Regions from separate parts of the Mus musculus genome. Here region 1 is linked to region 2. A link is a contact called in public Hi-C data. All regions are on one chromosome and are shown on one strand. Each heading gives the region's core, a stretch centred on a gene start, on an enhancer-like site or on the middle of the called end of the contact. The rest is flanking DNA. Distances are from core to core; before and after follow the strand shown. Region 1 has its middle 53 kb from the start of Cdh7. Region 2 holds the start of Serpinb8 (serine (or cysteine) peptidase inhibitor, clade B, member 8).

Evidence for each region. Hi-C and Micro-C count contacts between places; a contact is called where the count stands out from the background.
Region 1: a Hi-C map of cerebellar granule neurons shows a contact between it and region 2, with 1.7 times the contacts expected there. The contact joins the enhancer-like site here to the promoter of Serpinb8 in region 2. A contact is called at or near these places in 1 of 39 promoter capture datasets (hippocampal neurons) and 2 of 484 Hi-C or Micro-C datasets (cerebellar granule neurons and cerebellum).

Annotation. Positions count from the first base shown.
Region 1 is chr1:109,927,878-109,934,334 of GRCm38.p6, forward strand. No RefSeq gene overlaps it. Among named protein-coding and RNA genes, the nearest start is that of Cdh7, 53 kb to the right of the region's middle. Within about 2 kb of position 4,959, at least 2 of the 459 cell types and tissues checked have an H3K27ac peak or open chromatin away from gene starts, as enhancers often do. A contact at or near this core is called in cerebellar granule neurons and cerebellum, where this site is marked.
Region 2 is chr1:107,585,891-107,592,084 of GRCm38.p6, forward strand. Serpinb8 (serine (or cysteine) peptidase inhibitor, clade B, member 8) reads left to right here and starts at 4,116. Exons shown (of 7, transcript NM_011459.4): 1 at 4,116-4,397.

The DNA of each region.
Region 1 (6,457 bases), core at 3,709-6,208, 2.3 Mb after region 2:
ATGAGTGCTTTCAGCTTTATTAAAGTTTATTTTATGAATGTGGGTGCTCTGGCTTTTGGAGCATACATGTTCATCTTTAGAGTTGATCTTGGTAGATTGTTCCTTTAATGAGTAGGAAGTTTTCTTCTGTTTCTTTTTTGATAACTCTAGGTTGAAAGTCTATATTATTAGATATTTGAATGGCTACTTCAGCTTGTTTCTTGTGACCATTTTCTTGCAAAAATGTTTTCTAGCCTTTCACTCTGAGGTACTGTCTCCCTTTGTCACTGAGGTGCATTTCCTTTGTGCAGCATAATGGGTCCTTTGGGTCCTGTTTATGTACCCAGTTTGTTAATCTATTTCTTTTCATTGGGGAATTGAGTCTATTGATATTAAGAAATATTAAGGAAAAGTTATTGTTGCTTCCTGTTATTTTTGTTGGTAGAGGTGGATTATGTTTATGTGGCTATCTTCATTTTGGTTTGTTAAAAGTAAATTTAAAGATTATTTTATTGTCGTTTTCTAGGGTGTAGTTTCCCTCCTTTGGTTGGAGTTTTACAATCATTACCCTTTGTAGGCCTGGAATTTTGGAAAGACAGTGTATAAATTTGTTTTTGTCATGGAATATCTTGGTTTCTCCATCTCTGTTAATTGAGAGTTTTGCTGGGTATAGTAGCCTAGGCCAGCATTTTTGTTCTCTTTGGGTCTGCATGACGTCTACTCAGGATGTTCTCACTTTTAGTCCTTGAGGAAAAGTCTGATATAATTCTGATATGCCTGCCATTATATGTTATTTGACCTTTTTCCCTTACTGTTTTTATATTCTTTCTTTGTTTTATCCATTTGGTGTTTTGATTAGTATGTGACAGGGGAATTTGTTTTCTGGTCCAATCTATTTAGAGATCTGTAGGCTTCTTTTATGTTCACGGGCATCCCTTTCTTTAGGTTTGGGAAGTTTTTGTTAATTGTGTTGAAGATATTTACAGGCCCTTTAAGTTGGGAATCTTTGCTTCTATACCTAGTATCCTTAAGTTTGGTCTTCTCATTGTGTCCTGGATTTCTTGGATGTTTTGGGTTAAAAGTTTTTTTTCCATTTTGCATTTTTTTAACAGTTGTGTCAATGTTTTCTATGGTGTCTTCTGCTCCTGAGATTCTCTCTTCTATCTCTTGTATTCTGTTGGTGATGTTTGCATCTATGACTTTTGATCTCTTTTCTAGGTTTTCTATCTCCAGAGTTGTCTCCCTTAGTGACTTCTTTATTCTTTCTATTTCCCGTTTAGATCCTTGATGTTATTTTTCAATTACTTCACCTGTTTGTTTGTGTATTCCTGTAATTTTTAAAGGGATTTTTGTATTTCCTCTTTATGGGATTCTACATGTTTACCTGTGTTCTCCTGTATTTCTTTCAGGGAGGTATTTATGACCTTGTAAAGTTCTCCATCAGCATCATGAGATATGATTTTAAATATATATCTTGCTTTTCTGGTGTGTTGAGATACCCAGGATTTCCTATAGTAGAAGAACTGGGTTCTGATGATGCCAAGTTGCCTTGCTTTCTGTCGGTAACATTCTTATGCTTATTCTTACCATCTCTTTGTCTCTGGTGTTAGTTGGTTTTGCTGTCTCTGACTATAGCTTGTATGTACTGTGGTTCTGTAAGCCTGTATCAGTACTCCTGGCAAGACCAGCTCTCTCCTGGCGGGATCACTTACAGAGGGCTGTGGAACACCTCCCAGCTCTTGGAGGAAAATGGTGACTGGAAGGATCCTGTCCCAGCTGCTCCACTATTCCAGTGTGCACTCCCTGATAGTCCCAATTTGGACAGTTATTGGAGAAAAAGTGGTGATTTCACCTCTGAGCTGAGGAGGGTGAGCACTCCTGGGAGATCAGCTCTGTCTTTGTAGATCTGCATACAGAGGGCTGTGGAACAGCCTCAGCTCTGTGGTACAGATGGAGATGGGAAGGATCTCATTCTGATCTTTTTAGCCATTGTTTGCTATGTATAATCAACAGAGATCCAATTTAACATCCTTAAGATTAGGTCTTCCTTGTACTTTACAAATTTAAGTTAACACTGAAACTTACACAAAATCGTCTTTGTAAAAGAATTGCATTCCAGAACATCAATGGTAAATATTTTAGCTATTATAGTGGCATAGCATGCCAAGAGCTATTCATATTCTACCTACCAGTACTGAGAGTGCTGACACTGCCAGCTGTCCAGCAAGTGATTCATTCTCTAAATCCCATTTTAGAATTTGTTTACTAAGACTGTTTCTGATACCAACTGTCCTAGATCAGGATGTCCTTGAAGATACAACATAAGACATAAGATCTGATAAAGAATATTTTCTCAAAGTCCTTTTAGCAAGGATGCTTGTAAGGATGGGAAGTATGAGAATGAGAGAAAAAGTAAGAAGCTGAGTGAACTGAAATGTTGCTCAAATCTCCCCAAGATGGATAGAAGCATTATTTTTTGTTTGTTTGTTTTTGTCCCCAAGTGACAGTTTACATACTTGTATTTGAAAGCCCCTGAATAAAGAAAAAAAATGAAGGTTACTATTTTTGCTAGTCCTGTTCAGAAAGGAATTGCCTCCTGCTATGTCTTAAATTGTTTCCCTCTCATAATATCAATGATCTATGTCTTACTTCACAGTGTAGCTTGATTATTTGCATAGGTTAAGGGGTATGGACCCCATTGTACTTTCTATATCTGGGTATCTTGATTTCCCACAATGATTGCTATGGTGACTGCAATTTGAGCAATGGAGGATTTTGGTACCTTTCCTAAGAATCAGATGTCAGTAGCTCTGTGGTTTATTTCTGTATCCTATATTATATTTTTCTGGTGTGCTACTCTTCTTTGTACAGGTATCATACTTCCTAAATTGTTTCAATATAACTATAGTAGTTTCACCATCTAGTATTATAATATATGCAAAGTAAGTCTTGTTTTCTTGGCTCAGATTAAATTTAGTTCATATACTTTGCTTTATTTTGAGGAATGTGAGTTTAAGACAACAATGTAAATGTTAGCAGTTCTTATGTCGTTGATCTCTTCCATGGTCTTCAGGGTTTTACATATGTAGCATACTAACAGATTCTGCAATAAACTCATAGACTTCTGTGGAAAATAATTCTTATTGCCATGTTCTTGTACCACAACTCATTGCCTCTTTGAAATCATGTTCCACAACAAATAGAGGTTATGATTGGACTAGGCAATAACAAATCTTTTTTATCAATGTCATTGCTCCCTAAATAACAGCTGATACCAGTGGTTTCCACAGCATGTATAGTATGTTATGTATTAAAGTCATTTACAATTAATATGAAAGATAGTATTAATTTGATGGAACTACTACTTAGCATTTGATATAAAAAACTTTGAGATTATATGAATTTTGTATTGTAGAACCAGTTCAGCATAGACACTAAAAGTGAGTGTATCTTCCCAGACCAGTGCACACATTTTTAATGCTATCATAAAAATCACATAATTTTCAAGAGATCGACAAAGCTCTTTATTTCAAAGTAATATTTCATAATTGTGTTGTAGGCTGTTCCTCTTGAGAATATAAAGTGATGTGTTTTGTAAATCATTATAAATTTTTGCATTTCATAATTGTTTTCTAGAGAAAAAAATTAACTCAAAGTAGTACATAATGGACTATATACTATAAATAAATTTTTAATTATTCTTTGCTTCTTACTTAAGAAAATCATTTATTTTGTATTTTTTCAGAGTTAATTTATACTTAAAATTTTAATTTATTTATATATGTATACATATATGTATACATATATAGTCATTTCTAATCTTTTATAATTTCACATCTTAAAGTTTCTTTCTCTCACTGCAACATATTTAAATGGTGTTAGCTGTAGAAAAGAAACTGGAAATATTACCTTCTATCTCCTAGACATCTTACTCTATTTGTTTTCATATGTTGGCTCTACACAACTTCCCAAATCTGCTCCTACTTCTCAGGAGGCACTTTGACAGGTCAAATCAGAGCAGCAATGTGATTACTCTGTTTCCAGAATCTTAACTGTGTAGGAAAAAAGTTGAGGTAAAATCTGTAGTCTTGATGACCCGAGAATATAATATCCCAATGTATTATCACAATAAGCTACGTGAGTAGTGATTGACACAAAGAAAGTACACAAAGAGTGAGTAGATCAAGACATACTTTAAATTAGAGGAGGATTCTTTAATAAGTCAATGAATTTATCAAAACTGGCAGTAATACTATTCTTCAGTGTAAGTTATTTAGCATATAGCAATGGTCTAAATACATGAACATACCAAATTCAGCATACTGTATTTATATATTTATCTGTTTCTGTGGGTATGTAGTAGTGATAACTATGGCTTAACTTGAGAGGTAATGAGGCGTGTGGAAGTGTTTGGACGTGGAAGTTATTAAGTAATATATCTATATTTTTATTAACATATGAAATAAAGGTTATAATTTTGAGTATTACACTCATTTCATTTTAGAGTGATTTATAGTGAAATGTTTATGAGAAGCTAAAATTGTGGTTCACATTCAACCAGCATAAGAAGTTCACTCTCTAAAGCATTTAAGTTTATTCACAAATTCAAGAAGATGGAGAAGTAAAGCAACGAAAGAAGGTTCTAAAACAATAACATTGAAATATTAATGTTTAAATTACATCCTAAAATTTCCAAATAAATTATTCTAATATAAGTTTTTATCTAGAGTAGATGAAAAACTTTGCAAGAAAATTTACATTTTAAGTAAAATATTCATGCTTAAAATTTTTAAAATAAAATGTTGTGTTTCAACCATTTTTTTCTTAACAATGCCTAAGATGATACAAAAATACCAAACTGCATAAGTACACTGAAAGCTTTAATATATTATAATAACCTGAAAGGAAGTACAAGGCCTTTGGGACTGAGTTGAGTATTACAATTGGCAGCTGACATGAGCTTTGCCAATAGAAGCAGATGGTGTAGATATGCTTTGGTTCTGTGCCATAACCTCCCCCTGGTGAGAGACCAGCGTCTCTGCCAAACAGGGCTTGGATGCTTTTGCCTACTGTGTAGATCTATGAGTTTGGGCGGCCCACAGGATAGCAATTTTCCTGTAGCTATACTGCTATTGAGTATGTTTTACATTACGTGATGTAAGGTTTGAAAAGGTGGAATGAGTATAGGGACACTGGTTTTAATTTAGGGTCTTCAGAGAGATTTTTCCCAAACATAATTTTTTTGAGAAAGTCATTGATAAGAATGTTACTTTTCAGCCGGGCTTGGTGGCACACACCTTTAATGTCAGCACTCTGGAGACAGAGGCAGGCAGATTTTGGTGTTTGAGGCCAGCCTGGTCTACAAAGTGAGTTCCAGGACAGCCAGGGCTATACAGAGAAACCCTGTCTAGAAAAACCAAGAAAAAAATAAAATAAAATAAAATAAAATAAAATAAAATAAAATAAAATAAAAAGAATGTTACTTTTCACATTTGCTCAAGCTATGTTTCAAGCTTCAGTTTCTTAAGAATTCTTTTGATATAACTTCAAAGGAAATATATTTGTTTAATCAAGTTGAATTCCATTACAAATTATGCTCAACCCTGAAAACACACAAACAAGCAATAGTATACACACTCTGTGGCTTATATTTAAGAACACATTTCTATACACACAATGACATATAGATGTAGTAATATAAGAAAAGTCATTTTACATGAAAGATTTATGGTTTACATTTGCTTCCATAAATTTGAAGAGATTAGGGTGGATACTGGATGGAAGGGTTTGGAAGTAAGAAATGTAATATTAACATAATCTCAAAAGTTAAAAATATAAAATAAAAGAGATATTTCCAAGCCTGGGAAATTGGTATATCAATCTAATATATATATATATATATATATATATGAACAAGCTAGATTTTACTTGCTTATTCTATTTCTTTTAATAGGGCAGTATTTGAATTGCTGTGTCAAAAAAACAACCATAAAGTAAAATGACTTTATGTGAAAATCGCCTTTATTTTTTTATTGAATTTAGACTTACCAAGTTCTGTCAGTTACGTACTTGAATGTAAAAGAAATTCACACAATAGCAACATTTTTCTTAAAAAGAATTCAATCTGAAAATGTCCTCAGAAACGATGAGAAAATATAAGTTATATGTTTTTGTTTTTGTTTTTATATTTTATTTGTTATTTTTATCAGTCAGTTTGATAGACAGGTCTCTATTCAAAATAAGTAAATAATATTGATTACTCACCTGACAATGATAGAGTGAGGAACATGTGCAAAGCGGAGGTAAAATAATTACTGTAAGTTTGAGGGGAGCATTGTTCACAGAATGAAAACCTGTCTTAAAATTAAATAAATAAGTGAAAATAATAGAGTATAAAATAAAGGAGACACTAATGTTTCCAAAAGCCATCATTTTTTTCTGATATCACTATTTCCAATGCTCTCTATAGCAAAGTGAC
Region 2 (6,194 bases), core at 2,866-5,365:
TTATTTTTTCTATGGGGTTGGAAACCCCTTGAACTCCTTCAGTTCTTTCTTTAACAAATTGAGAACATCATAGAAGGAAACATGGAGTAATTAATATGTTGGTAGTTGCCACAGACCACCCCAGTCAGGTATGGGGGTCCCTGGAATGAGGTTTCCTCAAAGCTAGTTGGGTAAGGATTTGGCAGTGGTGACAAACAGAAACAAACATAGAGGCAGTTTGAATCTGACTGTATTTTATAGCTCTAAAGCAGGGGATTTTATACATTAAAAAACCAAACATTACATCTCTTAGAAACTATATCCAGTGATACAATCACAAATACCAACAAAAATCATTTGGCACAGTAAAGCACAAGAATCATCAAAGCATTACAACTCTGAAACTATGTATTCAGTGCATCACAAACAGAACAGGTAACAACATTATAAACCATCAAAGTATAACAATTCTAGAAGGATGTATTCAGTGGGGCTGTCGTCCAAGGCTAGTGGCATATTTCCAGGAGCAGGTTAATAAATCTTTAACGGTCAGTGTTCTTAACCGCTGAACTATCTTTCCAGCCCCATGGTCAATTATTATTTAACATCTAGTGCCTGTTTTTTTAAATATATATGTATATCTTCAATGTATAAATTTAATCTATTTTAATTCTTTCTAACTAAGGCTTTCTTTACCATATACCCAAATTCACCTCTGATGACACACATGTAGCCATATGAAATTTTGTTGTTGGAAAAGTTTTTATCATAATAGTTTTGTAAATGATTTAGAAAGTAAAGTGTTAGTTTCTCTGGAGATAAGGTCATGTAAGTGGCCCCATCTCTAGGGATGGTTTCTTTCCCATTATTCTCGCTTAAGATCTTGGCCTAGGCTACCAGGATCATGTAAATAAGAAAAGAAACAGAAAACAAAACAGATAGATTGCCTTATCTTAAGGAGGCATTTTCTTGAGTCTCCCTCCACTCCAATAACTCTAGCTTGTGTTATGTTGACATCAAACTATACAACACCCCAATATCTCTGCATGTATTTCAAATAAAACTCATTGGTACAACAAACTGCTCTTCAGTGTTATCTTTGTTCTGGTTTGTCATCAATTCTCTATTTGGGGCAAGGTGGTGTTCATATCTTCCCAGAAAGAATAGTGACATCCAACAATTAAATAAGCAAAAATCTGACATTTGAATCTATGGATGCAGCTTTGTTCAAATAAAAATAGTGGAATTATAGGAATAAAAGAGCATTTCAAATGAGAGCAAAGGAATTTGGAGATAAGGCCTAGGAAAAAGGAGAGTGTGAGAATGCCAAAAACAAAGGGTTAACTGGAAGGAAGTGGAGGCAGGGCTACGGCAGTTAGAAGAGCAGTTAGAAGAGCTCAGAGGCCTCAGCAGGGCCACATTCAGGGGACACTAGCATGGAAGTCAACCATCAGGGAACTGTGAAGCAAAGGGGAAAGGACAACAGTCAATGCATCTCTTCTGTCTTAGAAACTTGACTATAAACACTATACCACTGTTCGGGATGAAAATTTAGAGTTGTGGTCCTAGGAACAAGGAAGGAATGGTGCTGGTATTAATAGGGGAATCACTGAATATGTTTCATATAAGACTTCCAAGGAGTGAGGAGATAAAAGATAGTGGGGCAAAGCTCAGTTGATGGTGTGCTTGCCTAGCTGGTAGGAAGCTCTGGGTTCTATCCACAGCATGGCACAAAATGCAATTGTGTGACAATTGCAAGCCTGTAATCCCAGCACTCAGCACTCAGAAGACAGAGGCAGGAGGGTGGGAAATTCATTCAAGGTCATCCACAGCTACACAAGGAACTTGAGGTAGCCTGGGCTAAATGATACTTCTCTTAAAGCAAAGCAACTGCAAAATCCAACCAAACAAAGAAAAACAATAAAACAGGAAGGAGAAAGAAGAGAGGAGTGAGGGAGGAGAGGAGAGGAGAGGAAAGGAAAGAAAAAGAAAAGAGGTAAGGATATTGTAAAAAGAGGGGAGGTGATAGCTAGTCATAAGTCCACAAAGAAGAAAAGAGTTAATTCTAGATAAGTGTGCTTGAGAGTAAGGCCTTCCTGGCATAGTCACGTACCTTGGGACTATCTGTTCTACTTAGGTTTAAAGGCAAGCAAGGGCTGCAGTTCATTTTTAATACTTCCTAGGAATAATACTTTGACTAGTAGTGGTGGTGATTTTATATATATATATATATATATATATATATATATATATATGTATATATATATATACATATATATATACACACACACACACACACACATATATATATATACATATATATATATATATATATGCAAGGATTACATTTCAAAATGGTTATGATGCTCTCAATCTTAGTGTCTGTGCCTATATTTCTTGTATGTTAGGCTTTCCAGTCCCTTTCTAGAAGCAGAGTACAGCTCCAAAGACTTTAGAACCAAGAAACATGGTTTTGTACTGCACCTTGGCTTGGAGTCTGCATGGGCACAGAGGGAGAAGCCCTGCTCTATGATGAACAGTGCTGAGAGCTTTTCCTGTTCTCTCAGCAGGGCACTGCAAGGGAAGATTGGCATTGAGTATTACTGCTGTGATTCAAAAGCAATGATTAGAGATGATTATGTGTTGTGTAAGTAGCCCAACAACTACTAACCTATTTTGGTAAACATCAAGGCTTCTATGAGTGTTTTTAAAAGGAAATAATCACATACTTGCAGATTTTAAAATATAATTTTTATTTGAGATATTACATCATTTATCCCTTATCTTTCTTTTATCCATCCAAAAACTCCTATACACCATCCCTGCTCTCTTTCAGATTTGTAGCCATTTCTTTCCTTTCACCACTATCATGTGTATATGTACATACATATATATTCCTAACTATGTAAAAGACAAACTGCTGAGTCTATATGTTACTCATATGTATGTTTCCAGGGCTGACCATCTGTTTCTGAATGACCAGATGGTCGGCTCTTCCCCAGAGCAGAGTCTCCCATTTCAGAGCTCATTAGTTGTCTGGAGTTCTCTGTGTGGGGTTGGAGATTCCCTTCTATTCTGGCATGTCTATTGTTGTTATCCTTGTTCAGTTCTTGTTTTTTAAGGGCCACCAATCTAAGTATGCTGAACTTTTCTGTGTTGGTTAAGTGCCTCCAAGAATATATGGAGAATGCTTTTGTTAAAAAGCACAATTGATCCCCTAGCAGATAAAGGCTCTTTTGTTCAGTCAATGAGATATGAACTGTTCTTTGAAACCGTAGTTACCATCTTAAGAATAACTTACTTGATCTTCACATGGTCATATGCTTTGATGGCTAGAACACATAAGTCTTGGAGGCTTGGAAATTTACCTTCTAACCTTCATAATGATCTTCCAAGTAGAAGTCCAGTGTTCTTAAAATGTTCTTAACATTTTGAATATTTAATACCAAACAAATGAGCTAGCGTAGAAATTAAAAACCAAGGGTAAAGGCTTAAGAAAGAAAGCTTGCATTTCATTTTAATCAGCTCAGTTCCTGAGATGTCTTTTCTTCAGTATAGCCAACAATCCAGTCACTAATAAATCAAAATTAAACCAGGTCTTCAAATCATTGTCAAAATATCCAACTAAAACACACACAAACACAAACACACACACACACACGCACACGCACACGCACACGCACACGCACACACAACCACTCAGGTCTCCAAAAAAGTACATGAATTTTTGCAGTAAAAAATGTGTTTATTCCTAATTTTCAAGCCTTCTTGCTTTTAAAAAAAAGTGTGTGTGTTACAACAGTTGTTTGTGATTAACATTTAGCATATAATCATGTGATTAATTTTGAGGATGCATGCCAAAAGCTAGGTTGCCAAGCAAAACAGTTGCTTTTGCCCTGAGAGCAGTTGCGATTCCTGGTTTGCCTTTGGTTAATTTTGAAAGTTAAATTCCAACTGCCAACCGGCTCTTGCATTCACATAATCAAACACAAATACAAGTGTCAGCTGACACCCACCACCTTCCCACCCTCCCAGCCCCCAACCTACTCCACCCCTGCCCAAGAAGCTGCCTGGCCAGGCTCTGGCTCCTCCCAGATCCCACTGTGGGAAGTGTGAGTCACAGAGTGTTCAAGTCTGTGCATTATGTTCTGAGTCACCCGACAGGCGCCTTGCCCCGATCAGGAGGATCAGGACAGACTTTAAGTATCCACAAAGCAAGAATAGCAGCAGGATCAGCCACAGCAGCAGGTATCTTCAAGGTGAAGCTGTGGGAGAGGCTCTCAAACCTCTCAGACCCCGGGGGCCTAGGATAGATACTGGCACTGAAGAACCTGGACAGAAGCCAAGAAGGAGAAAGGCCAGGATCTCACCAAAGTTAAAGAGCCCAGGAGTTAGCAGAGGACTCCAGTGACAGAGAGGTAAGAAGTGCGGTTGGGCTGTTAGGGGTCAGGTGTGTCTCAGCAAAGCTGACAGAAGGCATGGGCACCCTGAGTTGCAAACCTGCTGTCGGCTTCTAGTGATTGGCTGGGCGCCTGACACTTGCTATTTCAAGCCCTGGGCTTTCATTTCCTTTAGGGAGCGCTGGAGCTTTTTCTAACTGCGACTGGGAGAAGCCAAGGGTACAAAAATAAGGCTAGGGAGCAACCTGCAACATGTCCGGAATTTACCTGGAGCCTCACACTTGTTTGCAGTGCTGGCTCCTTCGGGGCAGAAATACAAGTCCTCTCCACTGTGCAGCTTAAAGCCTTCTTTATTTCCTGTCTCTGACCTCTCTCTCCCACCCACCTATCCACTCCACTAGCCACTCCCCTCCTTTTTAAAGTTCTTTTATCTTTTGTTTATTAATTACTTCTTGTCAACTTGAAACAGTTCTTTTTTACCTACAATCCTTTAACTTGTGTAATGGTTGCTCTTCAGCTAAATTCCCCACTTTCCAGTTTTCAGGCACCCGCCCTACAGCTCTGCACCTTAGGTCCAGACTTCTTCCCAAGGGCTCTCTTTCTCATATCATGGGCTCCTAATCTAGGCTGTGTATCTGTGGAACACACAGTTATATCCTCCGGCTTCTCCCAATAACTCCTTGATCCCGAGGTCATGATTTTGGTTTTATTTGTGTTTTCTCTCTCTTCCTTTTACATGGACAGCACCTAGAGTAAGGTGGGCTTCTCTTACAGTACCTCCACCATTCATAGGATCTAAACCATTTCATCTGTTAGCTTAGGTTGTCTTGGATTCCAGATCCCCAGGGCCCCTAACTCTTGCTTTGGAATGTCTGCTCATCTCTAGCCCTACCTTTATTTCCAAACTACACTGGCTGTCACCTTACAGCCTCAGATGACCTGGTGTGTCTCACACATCTCAAATGGAATGCATCACCTTCCCCATTCCAAGCCAATTCTTCATAGGAACTTGCTAAGATTCTTGACCCAATCTAAGTAAACATTTAGCATGGAACTTTATTTTTGATTCTGGACTCCTCCCTTCTTTGTAATGTGCAGCCATCACTCTGTCTGACAATTCCTACTTCTCCAGGGTTTCATCTGTATCAACACTCACTGGTCCATCATGGTGGCCTACCAAAAGACTCTCCAGCCCCTTTCCACACACAATAGTGAGCTGTGTCATTTTCTTCAAGCCCAAGAGCTACATGTAACATGCTTGGTAGAAAAACTCTATATGGCTTCCAGCTCCCAGTCTATGCTTATACTCACAAATTCAGCAAAAGAGACTCATCTCCCCCTTGTGTCTCACAGGATCCCACATAGATCACACCCCTAAATACCATACAGATGTGATCTGCTGCATTCTTTTTTGTACCTGCCAATTTCTCAGCCTGAAGTTTTGCTTTTTTACCACCTTCAGAATTCCCACTCAGGTTGTCAGAGTCAGCTTCTTTGGGAAGACAGCATGTTTCAGTGTACTTTTTCAAGAATGTTAACAAAGCAAAAAATGATTCAAGGAAGGTTGGTTGAGTTCAGAAAAACATGTAAATAAACACCAGCAAGCACAAAATAAGTATTAATAGAGCAGTCCTGAAAGGAACCTCAAAGTTGGCAACAGGTACCCCAAGACAAAATTTTCAGCACAAAGGATATTTACTTGCCTCAGAGGGACAAAGGACAAGGAATAAGGGATAAAGGCAGGAGACAGAAGATAGAGGACAAGGGGGAAGAGGAAGGGAACAAGGGAGAGGGGAAAGAATATTTTCCCTAAAT